2 separate regions of the Mus musculus genome follow, and region 1 is linked to region 2. A link is a contact called in public HiChIP or PLAC-seq data. All regions are on one chromosome and are shown on one strand. The core of a region is the stretch at or near the end of the contact, and the rest is flanking DNA. Distances in the headings are between cores, read along the strand shown. Region 1 holds the start of Ildr2 (immunoglobulin-like domain containing receptor 2). Region 2 overlaps Cd247 (CD247 antigen).

Evidence for each region. HiChIP or PLAC-seq counts read pairs in DNA pulled down with a chosen protein or histone mark.
Region 1: a contact with region 2 is called in an H3K4me3 HiChIP or PLAC-seq map of embryonic midbrain, with 2.7 times the contacts expected there. The contact joins the promoter of Ildr2 here to the enhancer-like site in region 2. A contact is called at or near these places in 9 of 39 promoter capture datasets (the 3T3-L1 cell line, 3T3-L1-derived adipocytes, embryonic stem cells and 4 more), 1 of 115 datasets of contacts at active chromatin or transcription factors (embryonic midbrain) and 1 of 9 other capture datasets (adipose tissue).

The regions. Positions count from the first base shown.
Region 1 is chr1:166,252,634-166,255,560 of GRCm38.p6, forward strand. It overlaps Ildr2 (immunoglobulin-like domain containing receptor 2), which reads left to right and starts at 1,506. Exons shown (of 10, transcript NM_001164528.1): 1 at 1,506-1,833. The coding sequence starts at 1,743.
Region 2 is chr1:165,812,452-165,815,812 of GRCm38.p6, forward strand. All of the region lies in intron 1 of Cd247 (CD247 antigen), which reads left to right. Among named protein-coding and RNA genes, the nearest start is that of Gm23402, 4.4 kb to the left of the region's middle. Within about 2 kb of position 1,865, at least 53 of the 459 cell types and tissues checked have an H3K27ac peak or open chromatin away from gene starts, as enhancers often do. A contact at or near this core is called in adipose tissue, where this site is marked.

The DNA.
Region 1 (2,927 bases), core at 256-2,755, 440 kb after region 2:
TAAAAACGTTGAAGATCCAGATGTAGGAGACAAGTGGGAACCTAGAGAGGCCACACCAGGACTGCAGCTCAGATCACACCCCTGAGCAGGGTGGCCACCCAGCCTCCAACCACCACACCTGGCCCCGGCCCCTGATGCTGCTGCTACCTCCGGGCAAAACTGATTGTCCGGTGTGCCTGCCTCTTGCACTACTTTATCCAGATTCAGAAACCTACCTGTTAAGAGGTCACCCTGGCCATACTGGGGCCAGGGGCCTCTCCTCCAGCTTTGGTGGTTAGGAGGTGACTAGACTTTCTGGCTTCTGTATTTGGAACTGTCCAGATATGCAAAAAGAAGGCAAGTGGTGGCAAAAGGCCACCATTGAGCTTCCTCCTGATTCTGCATGTCCCCATATATACATCACCCCTGCTTTCACATGCATACATTCTTAGGGTGAAGGATTTCTGTTTCCGAGTTCACGGGCATTTTTCGGTCCTTCGGAGTTCTTTCTCCCTTCCTCTAGACAGAATATGGGTGTCTGCTTCCTTACTGCCACCAACCCTCAACAAGCCCAAATCTTGTCCCATCTTTCAAGTGTTAACACAGATGTCTCCTTTATTGTGGTCATCAGCCCCACCCCTGGGACTAACTTGTTCTTTCCTGAGTCCACCTGCCCCTTCCCTATCTCTTCTACAATGACATCAACCGGCATATTTTTTACAATGACTATGCATTATGCCTCTAAAGGTCTGGCCTTTCTTCCTCTCCTGGACCCAGGATATGGCTCCTCAAGGGACACCATTCTCATCCTGTAGCCTTAATGCTTAGAGCCTAGGAGAGCCTTAGTATATATTTGCTAACCCAAACATTCGTTTCTCAGTGCTTTCTCAACGTATTGTGAGTCCTTTCCAATAGACAGGAGACAACTCCATTTTAAAAGTGGGCATAGCCCATGGAAATGTACGCTGCAAATGGAGAATGTATAGGTGTAGTCTCCCTCTCCCTCCCCCTCCCCCTCCCCCTCCCCCTCCCCCTCCCCCTCCCATTCTCTCTCTCCCTCTCTCTCTCTCTCTGCTCATTTTCTGTTAAAAAGGCCACATACGTTTTAACAGAAAAAAGATTTTTGCCTAAAGGGTTTCTCCCCTATGGATCCTAATTTGGTTGGGGCCTCTTGGTTCGTTGAACCAGATGCACCAGCCAGGGCACAACAAAAACAAACAAACAAACAAACAAACAAACACCACACAGGTCTAAGCCCCAGGAGAAGTTATGCCAAGTCCTTGTAGCCTTTCTGTCCCTGACACCCAGTACAGGTGCAAGGAAACATCGAGTCCCAGCCTGCTTGGTGGCTCAAGTAGAGCTTGAGTCGCAGCCCCCGCCACATGGTCCGCCCTCTGGGGTGGACTTCGCTGCTAGGCTCTGACCTCCCAGCCCCGGGAGACGGCACGTGACCGAGAAACTTTGGCGGGCGGTGTTGGCGCGGGCGGCGGCGCGGCGATCGAGCTCCCCCGCGCGGCGAGCTCTGCTGCGGGGAGGCGCTCGCCGGTGCCGCGCAGCCTGTGCGTGCGGGAACGGCCCCCGCAGCCCAATCGGACTCTAGAGCCAGCGGCAGCGCGCCTCTCGCAGGCGGCGGCGTCCAGCGCCCGGGGCCGGGCTGCGCGGCCAGCCCCGAGGGCTGCGGCGCCAGGGACGCGCGGGGCCCGCGCTCCGCCGCCGCCGCCGCCTGCTGCTGCGAGGTCATCCGGATCTTATCGTGCCAGCTGATGCCCGCTTTTCCCACTCTGGATCTGGATGGGAAGTTGGGGAAGATGGATAGGGTCGTGTTGGGGTGGACCGCTGTCTTCTGGTTAACAGGTAAGAGTCGTTTGCCACAGCTACGGATAACTTTAAATGTATTCCTACAGTGGTGGTGTTCCACTCCACCTTCGTTTTCCTCCTTTTTGACAGTGTTAAAGCTGCTTAGCCTGTGGTGTGTGTGTGTGTGTGTGTGTGTGTGTATGATGGGGGAGGCAAGGGAGAATGCCGGATTGCGAAGGAGCTGGATGGAGATGCAGGTGTTTGACTCACTAGCGCTATGAGGCTGTTCTTAGGAGGTATATTTCCCCTCCAGACAATGATTCTTCCTCCTTCTTTCTCTGAGTTTGTTAGGCTCCGAGTCCTGGGCAAAGCCTGGGGAAAGGGGTTGATTCATTAACAGCTCTGGTTTTCTGGAGGCAGGGTTTGGGAGGTGGGTAGGGGAGTGTCTCCCTAGCTACTTCCACAGAAGAGGAGGGAGACCCAGGAACATTCGCTGGGGCTCTCTGGCTGTAGGGGGAAAGGTTTAGGAAGATGAAGAACAGCTTGATTGGCCTGGAATTTAAGGCCCTATCAGTCTTACTGGAGCCATTTGGAGAAGATAAAAGACAACCCTGTAATAGATCGACGCCCCCCCCCCCAACAACGTTAATTTGTATGGAGGTTCAGAGGTAACTTTGGCGGTGCTTGTAGCGCACCTCTTCTCCTTTTGTGAACTTTCTTCCCATCGTCTGGTGCTAGGAGAAGCCCTGTGTGTAACACTGTACAATTCAGCAATTCTGGGTTAAGGAACAAGTGGCGCTGGGGTGGCCACCTCAGATTCAGAGTAGCCCGCTGAAGGCAAAATGGGGCAGGGGGAGGAGGCTTTGGATGGCTGGGGGTGGGCCAGAGGCAACCAAAGAGACAGTGGAGAAGACAGAATAAGGTGTCGAAGGGTCATGATGATAGGATCGGGTCAGTCGCAGGCAGAAGAGAGCAAATGGCTGCAAGAAGAAAAAAGTTTGTTTCCTCTGGGGCATCCACCAGCTCCAGGAGGGTGCGGTAGGGTGGGGTGAGATCAAGAGACTAGGAAAATGGGATCCAGCTTAAAATAGCCAAAGCAAATCTGAAACGAGAGAAAAGACATGCAAGAAGGAAGAAAGACAAATACCCCC
Region 2 (3,361 bases), core at 615-3,114:
GTCACTCAGCTGGGTTAGCTCTGGCTGAGGAGAAGCTGCAAGCTCACCTGTTTTCTTTCTTCTTTCTTCTCCACCCCTTCATGAACACACAAGCTTCTGAAGTGTGCTAGCTGCCACCGACCTTCATCTCTGAGAGCTGTAGAAAACACTGGACCTGCAGAGGTTATTAGCAGACAGCGGGAGAATGACAGAGACTTGAGGGTTCCTAGTAAGCTTGGTACTGCAAGGGTTAGGCCCTGTACCTGAATCCTGATCCATCTCTTCTGCTTCTCTGGGCCCCTCCACAAGTGAACCTTGAGTGGCTTAGTATGATGACATATTAGGATATTTGGTGCCCAAGACAATGACATGGACTTCTAATATTTTCCCCTCAGATTTAAAAGTTTGTGGTAAAACACACACAACATAAAATTTACCACATTAGCCATTTTGGGTGTACAGTTCAGTGGTATTAAGTACAGTCGTTTGGTTGAGCAACTGTCTCTAAGCCTCTTTTCATCTTGTAAAACTGAAACCATACATCCACCAACCTCCAGTGCCCGCCAACTGCCCCACCCCCAACTCCCATTCTATGTTCTGTCTCTATGATTTTTTGACTTCCCTATGTATCTTGTATGAACAGAATCATACAGTATTTGAATGCTTGAATGTTTTCTTCTTATTTTAGCATATTATCCGTGGGGCCCTATCTTGCTTTAGTAGGTGTCAGAATCTTCTTTTAAAGACTGAATAATGTCCCAGGTGTATTTACAGATCCCGTCTGGCTTGGTCACACACCAAGTGATGGACACCTAGGTTGCTTCTACTTGGTATTGTGAGGAAAGTGTTCTGAGTGTGGGCAGACAGGGGTCTGCTTTCCAGTCTCTTCAGATGTGTACTCGGAAGTAGGATTGGGAGGTCATGTAGTAGTTGAACTTGTGCAAGAACTGGCAAGCTATCCTCCACAGCGACTATACCAGTTTACATCCCTACCAGGAGCATCTGGCACAGCAGTTTCTCTATATCCTTGCCAACACTTGCTTCTGATTTCCCATCCTAGCTGCTCTCGCTGGGGTGAAGCGATCTGAACTTTTGAACAGAAAGAAACAGGCAAAGTAAAGGTTTCCCCTTCAGTGCCAGCAGCACTCAGGAGGCAGTCGCAGTCTCGGGGGGGGGGGGGAGTTTCATGAGTTCAAGGCCATCTGGTCTATATAGTGAATTGTAAACCAACCACGACTGCACGGTGAGGGTCTGTCAAAAGGAACGAAGGGACGAAGGACCTAAACCTGGCATACCATTTTAACAAACTAATCATATTAACACATACAAAAATATAGTAACTGCGTATGCATGGCCCTTCAGAGACAATGCAAAAGGAGGGAAGGGAGAAGATGTGTAGAGAACAAGATAAGAAAAATTAGAAGTTAAGGTGGGTAAGAAAAATTAAGGTGGCGCAGAACGGTGACAGGCTCTGAGGACAGCTTTGCGACAGCAGTTGGGGGCAGCCCAACTCTGAGTGCTGGACCCTGTTTGCCTACATTTGCCTGGGGAAACTGACTGCTTCCAGGGCAGGAGGGTCCTCAAGAGAAACAAGCCACAGATCCTATTTGGGGTCAGAAGATCAAAATGGGGGAGGGGTGATTGGCCCCTAAAACAGGTTTGCCTCAGGGAGCAGAAAGCAGGCTTCCTTGGTTTCTTGGTTGGCCTGGCTGCCCCTTGTCCCTCTGCAGAGCTAGCCTCTGTAGAGGCCAAACTGGGTGGCATTCAATCTTGGGTTTCATGCATTTTTTAAACCTGCTGTTGAAGGAGCAACTGCATCAGGCAGCCCTTTTATGTCAGGGAAACCGCCTGTGAGAACGGGGGAGGTGATGGGGGCGCTGAGCTCCAAGGGGCTGCCCTGGGCCTTTGTTTCAGGAGGCCGCACAAGGCGGCTGGGCTTTTCCTTTGAAAACCCCTGGCCAGGAGCTCAAGAGCCTCTTTTCTGCACACCAGCTACATCACATTTTACAAACCTCAAGGAAGGGGACCCAGACCTGGTTCTGTAGTAGTCTGGTTTGTGTGCCTCGAGTCTCCGACACCCTCATTTTCTTGGTAAGCACAGAATGTAGGGAATAGCAGTGTTTTCTCTTACATCCCTGCAAAGATTTCCCTGGAATTTCACCACCAGCTGGATGAATAGAAAGAAAAGGGAAGCAGGCAGACTAAATAGACGGGGCATCTCAATGGCATGTCACCGCCTCACAAAGCCGGCAGGAAATCCTTAATTAACCCTGCTTCCAGACACAAAGCCCCCATAACATTTCATCCCATTTGAATAAATATTTTTAAAGAAAGGAATGTGAAAGCACTTTTATTCGTGGTCTTGGAGCGCTAATTTAGCACCACGTGTATTTTCAACTGTCCCACAAAAGCGCAGAGGATAAGGGAGTTCTTCCAAAAGCCCTCCTCCCCTCGGTTTCATTTCTAGTCCATGGTGACACATCCCTCTTGGGAAAATCCTGGCCCAGATTTTATTAGTCTTTTGTCAGCTGTCGGGAGTTAAAACTTCACAAATCCAGTCTACGCCTCAGCCCTGCCTTGCAAGCTGCCTGCCTCCCCATGAGATGTGGGCTAATGGTTGGGAAGAGTCACCCTCATCGATCCTGGACACAGCAATCAGCCCTTCCTTCCCCCCAACCCAGAAACCTACCCTGTGCTCAGTAGCCCCTGGCTTCCCCGAGCTGCTCCTGAGGCACTGAAAGCAGGTGTGCACACGCAGAGGTGTTTGGTCTCCTCTAGCACAGGTCTGTGGGGTCTTTTTTCCAAAAGGTTTCAAAATCACCATTATGTCGATTGACAGTGTTTCTGACCAGCTTTAGTTGAGCTTCCGGCTCTCCTCCTTGGTCCATGTGTGCTTAATAAAACCCTGAGACTCTTGCTAAGTCAATCCAGCAAGAAGCTCACACTTGACACCTGGTCACACTCAATATCTCAGAATCCAATGAGCCCCGTCTTCCACTGTCCCTCAGGGGTGCCTCATTTTGTCTTCAGCTGGGATCCTGTGACGTCAGCTTAGCCAGAATCTCTCTCTCACTCCTGATATATCTTTCTTAGTAATTTTCCATCCACTGACCCCTCCTGCCTGACGTCGGACTATACCTGCCCACCTGCCCTTACTGTGGTCAAGCTGAGCCCCACTGCTCTTTCCCACTGAGGAGCCCACCAAAGTGGTCCTTTATCTGTCTAAATGGCCTGGGTAAAGTCACTCTTATTGTTCCTCAACAAGGGTCTCTGAGTAATTTCTCTTTAACGCATCCTGGCAATCATTATTAATTGTTTTTACTAAGTATGATGATAATCTCTGATAGCTATATTCTGAGGTCCATTTTATAAAGTGATCTCA